Linked DNA regions of Mus musculus: region 1 is linked to region 2. The links are chromatin contacts, called in public Hi-C maps. All regions are on one chromosome and are shown on one strand. Each heading gives the region's core, a stretch centred on a gene start, on an enhancer-like site or on the middle of the called end of the contact. The rest is flanking DNA. Distances are from core to core; before and after follow the strand shown. Region 1 has its middle 47 kb from the start of Gm30292. Region 2 overlaps Gm30173 (predicted gene, 30173).

Region 1 (4,415 bases), core at 1,183-3,682, 310 kb after region 2:
CTGAACGAGGAGGTGGCACAGAGTGTACCCCTCCTGTCTGACACGTGTCGGGCAGCAGTAGGTGCTGTTCACAGAGACACCGTCTGCCTGCCTCCAGAGAGACGGGCACACACAGCATCAGCAGTGCGTGACAGCTTATTTTCTTAGCCTCTAAGCTAAATGGTCAAACACTTCTATTCTGGAGAAGATGAAGAAAAAAAAAAAACAAAACAGATAAATGCACGCAATTTTTCCCCTTCCTGTGTCTGGGTTTGACATTAGTCATCTGTTCTGAGAAACTCTGGGACAAGCATCAAGGCTGGGTGTTGAGTTTGATCTGACATGCAGAAGGTTTTAGTGCTGCAGTTTGGGGCAGGTTCACCAGGCATGAGGTTTATTCATGGGGAGAGGGGGCTATAGGTATGTAAAGTTGGAACTTATTTGAGTGACAAGAGCATCCAGGGGCTGTGGCTCAGCTTGAGCAGTACTCAGTGCAATGTGGCGCACAGCTGTCAGAGCCTGGGCCACCTTACCACTGTCACCATCACCAGCTCCTAATCCTTGGCAAGGTCCTATGCTGGTATTCTGACCCCACGTAACAACACTGGGAGGCTAGGGGCTGGAAATTGTTCAAGATCTCTTCCAGGAACTTTGCTCCTTCACGAGGCTCTCTTTCTTTTTAGGGTCACCACCCGACGCTGTAATCTACAAATGCGTGCAATGCTAAGCTGCTTAAAAATGAAATACAATGAGCCAGGCATGGTGGCTCAGGTCTGTAATTCCAGCTGAGGATTGCAACTCTGGGGGCAAGCTTGTGTGACACGATAGATTTCAGCTCAGGCTCTTCCGCAAGATCCTGTCTAAAACAAAATGAGAAAAAAGTGCTTTATTCAATAGGATTTTAATGTGTAATTAATATCCAAGAATCAAATTACTTTACATTATGTGTTCTCTTCGCAAGCCTTCCAGACATGGTTTGTGTTTCGTAGACGTTCATCTTGGTTTGGCCTTAGCCACATTTCAAATGGCTGTTATCCACAGGGGGCAGCGGCTGCACACTGTACAGCAACTGAGCCCCTTCTGTGTGACTGATGCTTTGTCCTTAGGCTCTCTCTTCATGCTTTTCCTTTTCGGCAGAAAGCTCTGGTAACTCATCTACCAATCAGCTCCAAGACTGATTCTTGTCCGTTTTGCACTTCCTTTCCCAGCTCCGCCTCTAGGGGGCAGCTCCAAAAGGTGTCCCAGGGCGCCCTCTAGTGACTGCTCTCAGAATGACAGGACTTTGCAAAAACAACTCTGGGGGGGGGGGGTGGAAATAAATTGAATTAAACAAATGAGGCATCAAAGTCGAATTTCAGGGACATTGAATCCTTGATCACTAGGCAGTTCTTTCCATCCTGCTTCCGAGCAAGGACTCTCCTCTGTCTAAATTGTGATTGGCAGAGGATACACTATTCCCTCTCCCTTGGGGTATGGTAGGTACATCCGTAGTCAGAAACACCAGTGGCCATCTCTGCTACCAAAAAGAGACTGCATCTGGCTCTCAAAGAGGAACAAATCCCTCACAGAGGTGTGGGGGCATCCTGGGAAACTCTACAGAAACCAGCTGGGACCACCGTGTGAAGACGATTCTGCACTTCTGGGTACATGGTCAGTAAATAACCCAGGGCATAGGAAGTCTGGATAGATACGTGTGACTTGGAAGGTGACTACCTTTTACTGAATGAAGCATCCAGAAACTTCTCTGCATGATCTACAGCCACTGGTAACCGATGAAAAATGAAACCTCGTGAAATTTTTTTTGTGCAAACGCAACACACATGTACATGCACACTCGTGCACACATGCATGCACATGCATAGGTGCACTCACACACATGTGCGTACACACACACACACACACACACACACACACACATGCTGGGGACAGTGACAATGCCCCATGCCCTTAAGTCAGTATTGATAGGTTGGTTTATATAAACTTGGCAGGCTGAGGTGCATAGAACAAGGTATCTGCTCACTTCTCTTAGGATGAGGGACACAGGTTCCTTCTGACATTAAGTTAGAAACATTGTATTAAAAAGTAGGATCCCAGAACTTTATGAACTGAGATTTTCACTCAAAATAAAGGGAAATGACAGTACTGGAAAAACACATCTTGGGGACCCTTGTGTGGGAAGGGTTCAATGGCCCCTGGTGCAGTTGATCTGTTTGGTAGTTCATAATCTTATTTGGGACCAGTGGGAAGGGAATGTGGCAAAGCCAGGAAACCCACCAGGCATGCCACATGCTACATAGCAGGCCAGTCAGCCCCTCCCCCAGCCAGTCAGCCCCTCCCCCAGCCAGTCAGTCAGCCCCTCCCCCTCCTCCCAGCTGCACCTTTACAACTGCAAGTTGTAAGTGGGGTGGGGCAAGTAGCTCACCACAGGTTTATCTAGTTAAGGAAATGCAGTTTCTTAGCCCTGACCTAACATGGTTATGATGTGTAGCCCAGGCTAGCCTAGAACTCTTGGTCTGCCTACCTCAGCCTTGCAGATGCTAGTGTTATAAGTGTGTGTCAGCCTGGCTCAGGCCTCACTTAGTTCTCATGATCTACAAGACTCCACCCAGCCCTGGGCTCACAGCCTAAGCAAGGCTGATTGGTCACGGAGCCCCAGGCTGCCTGTCTCCACTTCAACATTTCTGGGATTACAAGAGTGTGCCACCATGCCTGGCTTTTTACATGGGTTCTTCGGATCTAAACTCAGGTCCTCATGATTGCAGGATCCTGACTGACTGAGCCATCTCCCCAGCGCTCCTATCTGTCACATTTACCAAGGACAGGTGGGAGACTGAGAGAGGGAACAGAACAGACAAGTGATCACCCAGACAGGCTCAATTTTAGTCTATGTCTTACTAGTTGTACTGGCTAGTTTTGTGTCAACTTGACACAGCTGGAGTTATCATAGAAAAAGGAGCTTCAGTTGAGGAAATGCCTCCATGAGATCTAGCTGTGGGGCATTTTCTCAATTAGTGATCAAGGGGGGAGGGCCCCTTGTTGGGGGGACCATCTCTGGGCTGGTAGTCTTGGGTTCTATAAGAGAGCAGGCTGAGCAAGCCAGGGGAAGCAAGCCAGTAAAGAACATCCCTCCATAGCCTCTGCACCAGCTCCTGCGTTCTGACCTGCTTGAGTTCCAGTCCTGACTTCCTTGGTGATGAACAGCAGTATGGAAGTGTAAGCTGAATAAACCCTTTCCTCCCCAACTTGCTTCTTGGTCGTGATGTTTGTATAGGAATAGAAACCCTGACTAATACAAATTGGTACAAGCATAGTGGGGTATTCCTGTGACAACCTGACCATGTTTTGGGGATGTCTGTAGAAGGACTTTGGAACTTTGGGCCAGAAGATCCATTTGGTGTTAAGAGCTCTGTCGAATGTTGTGTAGGAGCTTGGAAGATAATGTTGAGAACAGTGCAGAAGAAGGAGGCCTGGCTTGTGAAATTTCAGAGGGAAGATTAAAGACTTTTTTCAGGGCCATTGCTAGTTTGATTGTGAAGATTCTGTGGTTTTGGTTAGCTGGGGCTGAAGAATCAGCTGTGATTAACAAGATACCAGAACTACTAAAGCAAAACCTTTGCATTACTGGGACTATTGATGCTGGTTAGCTGGAGCTAAGAAATTAGCGGTGATTAAGAAGAGACCAGCATCATTGAGGTGACATCTTCTGGGAAGTGTTTTGTGAGAGCACAGAGGCTGTGTTCCAGAGATAGCCAAGGTTGTACCTTGTGCTGTGGCTGGACTTGGTAATGTGTAAGAGTTACCCAGGTGGTACTGGTTTTGAAGGCATGAAGGGGTCACGCAGAGCAGCTGAAGCTCAGCACTGTGAGAGGCCATGGAAGGCCATTGGTGAAGGTGCAGCCTCAGTTGCAATTGATGGCCCAGGACTGAAGGGGTCATGCAAAGGAGTTGAGGCTTAGCACCATGAAGAGAGCCTATGAGAGGCTATTGTTGAAGCCAAGTTACATTGGAAGACAGCAGCATTTTGGAGATGCCAGTACCATGAGATGACTACCAAGAACAGCTGCAGCAGTGGAGTACAGGCAGCTGGAGCCTAGAAGACAACATGTGTGCTACAAAGGGCATGGCTGGAGAAGTGACCCAAGCCCTTGGAGGAGCCCAGAAGACCGTGAGTTGGATCCCAGACATTGGACGGTTGGAGATTGATTTTTGCTTTTGATTGTGACTGTGCCCTGATATTTTACCCTCTTGAAGGAAGTTTTTTAGTGAAGCCCACAGTTAAGAGACTTTGAATTTTAAAGTACTTTGAATTTTAAAAGATAGTGAATATTTTAAAAGGATTGAACTTTTAATATGTAAAGACTGTGGGACTTTTAAAGTTATTTTAGATCTTGGGGATGAATAAGAACTAAGGGTTGAGGCTTACTAGTGATGTATTT
Region 2 (4,782 bases), core at 84-2,583:
GGCTTGCTTGGTTCTGTTTCCCAGATCCCTGCTGGCTCTAAAATCCTGTGATTGGCATCTCTCCTCCATTTCAGAATATTCTTGTATGTCCAGTGATGCAAATCAAGTTATCAAATATTTGTTGAGCACATGCTATTTATTCAGGATCTGAAATCATTTGAAAAACTGGATCTGGGCGGGGGGGGGGGTGGGGGTGGGGGGAAAGAGGGCCAAGGAAGGGAAAGATACTGATGATAATAAACAGACAGATTCAATGATAAAGAACGTTGGAATGTTTAATAATCTCTAGCGTCTACTTGTTTGTTTAGAGCCACTTTGTGTGGTTAAAAATGCAGGTCACAGTGCGACAATTGACTGAGGGAGAGCCTCACACGTGACCTACTGGATGGAAACTGAACTATGAGGCCCTCAGGATGACAAATATTGCTTGGTGATAAAAAGCACTGCTTCATCAGGGACTAATCTGCTGCTAAAGTGTTGCTTCAGGAAAAAAAAAGTATGACCAGAAAGGAAGTCCCGGTGATTTAACTGATGGGGACAGCTGGAGGCCCTGTAATTGTCCACCGAGAAAGTAGAGAAAGGAAAAGTTGTCTTTCTATGGAAAAGATGGTATAAACCGGTGTGGCCGGACTCTTCTGGCTCTGAAGATTCCTGAGAGCGCTTGAGGAGACTGATCACAGGCAGTGCCCATCCATGGGGTGGGCTACAGCAGCCAAAGCCTTCTCTACGGTGGCAGCATAGCTCTCCTTTCTGCAGAGGCATCAGGTCTGGGGGTGGGGTATTCAAACGTCTTTGAGAATTGATGTAATTGCTACAGGTGACCCAGTGAGAGAGAAGTAAGTGGTAAATAGCCCCACCAGATTTCCTTAAATCAGAACAATTCTGTAATCAGTTGCTGTATAGATTGCGGCTCTCTGTGATGGAAGCGGATAACTTAATTGGCCAAAAGAACTCAGGAGCTACTTTGGTGGCTGTGATGGCTAATCTCGGTTGTCAACTTGGTTGGATCTGGAATCAACTAAATTACAAGCCACTGGGCATTTCTGTGAGGAATTTTCTTGATCACATTATTTGAAGTGGGAAGACTTATCCTAAATGGGGATGGTAACTTCTGGTGCCAGACCAGATAAAGGACATAGAAGATGGACACTGCTTTCTGTTTGCCTTCACTCTTGCTGACAAGTCTGCTGGTCCTGTGGCTACATCGTTCCTTTGTTGAGAATAAAACCACTTTCTTCGGGTTTCCAATGCAGACTGATGACCAACAGCTTTCCAGGAATCCTCAAGACCTTCAGTGCCAGAGACACTGCTGCTGAGACATGCAGCCTCCTGATGTGAGCAGTTACCAGAGTCTCAGCTTAGTCATCGTGAATCACCACTGTTGGACTGCCAGGGCCATATTATGTAAGACAATCTGATAAACCCCCACCACACACACACACACACACACACACACACACACACACACACACACAGATATATATATATGCACATATACATACACACACCGATACACACACACAACACACAATCAGTTCTATTTCTCTAGAGACCCCGGAGTCTAGCATTAGCCACTCATTTGGCTGAGTAACGTTAGGCAAAGTTCTGATGCTTGGGATTTTGGCCTTGCTGTGGTGATGACTGGTGCTTGCTGGATACTGTGAGACCAGGATTCCTGGCACAAAGAATTCTGGGAGATGGAATAATTGCCACTCCACACCATCACCCCCAGGCCATGATTCTTCTGTCACCATCTAGGGGTGGTGTGGCATGAGGAATGAGGTAGGGACTTACACAGGAAATCTTGTTTAGTCCCTGGTGTTGCTGCCGTTCTCCACAACCCTGATAGAGGACGTGAGGGCTCTGAAGTTCAAGGATCTCATATGGGCCATTCAGCCAAAGGGATGCATTGGAGAATCCCCAAACAGTGTGTTCTGCAGTCAGCCCAAGTGATGACTCCAAGAACATTCTAGGCTATAGTCTAGGCCTGGACGTCACTGGAATCTTCTCTGGTACCATGACAACCGGTATTTAGGGAGGCAAATCTGGGTATCTGAGAAAGAAGAGGGTGTGAGCCTTGAGTTCTGTAAGATCCCAAGCCCTGTGGTGCTGTGGAACATCTTAAAGGGGAGGTCTGGGCAGGCTGCTACTTTATCTCTGTCCAGTGATAGACCAAAAGAGCTCAGGCAATGCATCTCTAGCAACAAAACTAGTCACAAAACATGGAGATGCATTGGTGGTTGGTAGGTCCTAGGTGGTTGAGGTTTTTAGATGTAGAAAGAATAAATCTTGGGGACAGTTCAATCTGCCCTCTTGGTATAAATTGATTGATACCCTTTGACATCTTGGGAGCCACATTTTTACTTTCTGGAACGAAGAGAAGTTGGTGTTTGGAGTTGGTCCTGCATAGAGATTTCTCGGATTGGTAGAGAAGGAGGAAGGAAAGTTGACATGAAGCGTTCCTTCTGCCTGGATACATGTCTACTCCTCGGTCCTTCACAAGGCGCTCGTGTAGCCCAAAGAGTGAGCTTTACTTTCAAAGAGTTAACTGGAACTTGCGGTGATTTTTCTACTAGTTTAGTATGGCTCAAGTCATGAAGCAGGCTTATTGCCTATTTCAGAGCATCCGTAAAGCCAGAAGTCTACGAAGAAGCCAGTACAAACCATGTCAGGAGTAATGGAACCTTCTACCTTTCCTTTTTTTTTTTTCTCTCTCTCTCTGACAGATGTCACAGATCGAGTTTCTCTCCTGGGATATGGACCCCAATAAAACCTATGGCCTGACACACTGGCAGCCTCTCTGAGCCGCAGACGCATGCTTAGAATTCCACAGTCTGCTATGAGGCCAGCGGAGAAAGCCCCAAGCAAGAAAGGCAGACACTGGGCACTTTTGAACTTATTCTGGGTATTAAAGGAGCTTTAAGTGGGAAGGGTATGTGGAGCCAAGAGCCAGCGATTTTCAGCTGACTGGGGAGAGTTGCCACACAGCCTGGAGATGTGCCCTAGGCAGACAGTACCAGGTACTGCCAGGTACGAGGCGTGATTCTGGGCAGGACAGTTCTCTTTCAAACTGTGCTGGATAAGCCTTGTGATGGAAATGTGGGGCATCTTCAGCCGTAGAGTGTTACCTTCATGTTCTGACAGGCAGCCAGGAGCAATGGTAATAGCCTGTGCTGTTTGTGGGTGGTCTTTTGTATCCACGTTATATTCACGAGGAAGGAGAGATTTCACATTGCCTAGCTGTGGGGCCTTTACAGTGCTTGGCACATAACACATAGTCAACAAATATTTATTAAATGAGAAAAACAACAACAACAACAACATTGAATGACCTCTTATCTTCTTTCTGTGCCCGATATTAAAATACTATCTCTATCCTCAACACCATTGCTTACAGTGCCCTTAGAAAATTTTATTCTAATTTGCTCTTTCTCCCCCTTTCTACCTAGGAGTTAAAGTTAAAAATATGGACTTTGTTATTGTTTATTTTTGAGACAGGGTTTTGCTATGTGGTCAAAATGGCCTTGAGTTTACCATGTAGTCTGGCCCAGTCTCAAACTTGTATGCACCCTTCTCCAGCCTCCCAAGTACTGAGATTGAAGCATGCACCACTGGGCTTCATGGGGGCTGTGGTTTTGTTTTGTTTTTTGTTTTTGTTTGTTTGTTTGTTTTTCAGTGTTTAGACTCATTCCTGGCATGTATCAGATGCTCATTGAACAGGACAACTATATTATTTGTTACTCAAATCGGGACCCTGGGAGGGTACAGGGATGCTGACTACAAAGAACAGATACCCCTGTGGAGCCTCACGCTGGGCCCTGATCAGTGAACGCTTGGGGAATAACCAAGAGCTTGCAGAGTCCACAGAGGCATGCCGTTCTAATGCTTTGCCTTATCTGGAGATTAAAAACTGCTCTCTGGGAATTCCACCCCCTGGGCTCAATTCTATTCGACTAGACATACACAATACATCTAGATTGTCTTTCTTTCATGTGGCATTTAATATCTGCGTTCTCTGGCTGCTGCTCCTCTGCTAAATTTTCCCTTTTGCAGGCTAAACACTGCCTTTCTTCAGCATTCCATTTGCCTTGGAAGTTCGCTGGCTGCTCGTGGTTCCGAGGGGGAGGAGGGTGTCTGTGTACTGAGGCTGCCTTAGGTACTCTAAGTGTTGGCTTTGAGAAACCACACTCTCCATCCTTGTCAGCCTTGAGGGTCTCTGGAAACAATTGTAATCAGGACGTAAACTTTATTATTGGTGCAGTCCTGACCCAGTGGCTTTAATTCTTGTCCACATGCTTTGACATAATCCCATGATCCAACTCTGTGGCTCAGTTCTGGTGACCGCACTTCTGATCCAAAATTGGCCTTGCTTCCCATATAAAAATGTTCATCTCGTTTTTATTGTTTCTTTTCTGCTCCCACAAGGAGGTCATAGTCTATGAAACACCTATGGGAGATATCTAATCGATAAAGATTGATGGATGCAGATCCAAAACCCAGCTGCCTCCCTATAAGACTAGAGCTAAGCTTGTTGTTAGAATATCTGGAGAGGAGGTCTCTGAGCTGACTTGAAAGCTTCCCATGATTGTGTGCTGTGTTGGGCATTGTTGGGACGCAACTCCATGGCCTTGTCTACGGACTGCACTGACCGTCCCTCACCTTCTCATCCTTGTTGGTTTACTTTTGTTCTCTTTTATTGATGTCTTTAGTTAATCTCAAAGAATGCAGAGAACTCTTTTTCTGTTGTTTGTTTTTATGAGAAAGAGTGAAAGAAAGAGAGAG

Evidence for each region. Hi-C and Micro-C count contacts between places; a contact is called where the count stands out from the background.
Region 1: a Hi-C map of muscle stem cells shows a contact between it and region 2, with 2.2 times the contacts expected there. The contact joins two enhancer-like sites. A contact is called at or near these places in 1 of 15 datasets of contacts at CTCF or cohesin (large pre-B cells), 9 of 484 Hi-C or Micro-C datasets (the C2C12 cell line, the G1E-ER4 cell line, the HL-1 cell line and 4 more), 2 of 115 datasets of contacts at active chromatin or transcription factors (fibro-adipogenic progenitors and large pre-B cells) and 1 of 9 other capture datasets (embryonic stem cells).

Annotation. Positions count from the first base shown.
Region 1 is chr3:52,843,034-52,847,448 of GRCm38.p6, forward strand. No RefSeq gene overlaps it. Among named protein-coding and RNA genes, the nearest start is that of Gm30292, 47 kb to the left of the region's middle. Within about 2 kb of position 2,433, at least 50 of the 459 cell types and tissues checked have an H3K27ac peak or open chromatin away from gene starts, as enhancers often do. A contact at or near this core is called in muscle stem cells, where this site is marked.
Region 2 is chr3:52,537,193-52,541,974 of GRCm38.p6, forward strand. The region is part of intron 1 of Gm30173 (predicted gene, 30173); the gene reads left to right. Among named protein-coding and RNA genes, the nearest start is that of Gm30173, 23 kb to the left of the region's middle. Within about 2 kb of position 1,334, at least 33 of the 459 cell types and tissues checked have an H3K27ac peak or open chromatin away from gene starts, as enhancers often do. A contact at or near this core is called in muscle stem cells, where this site is marked.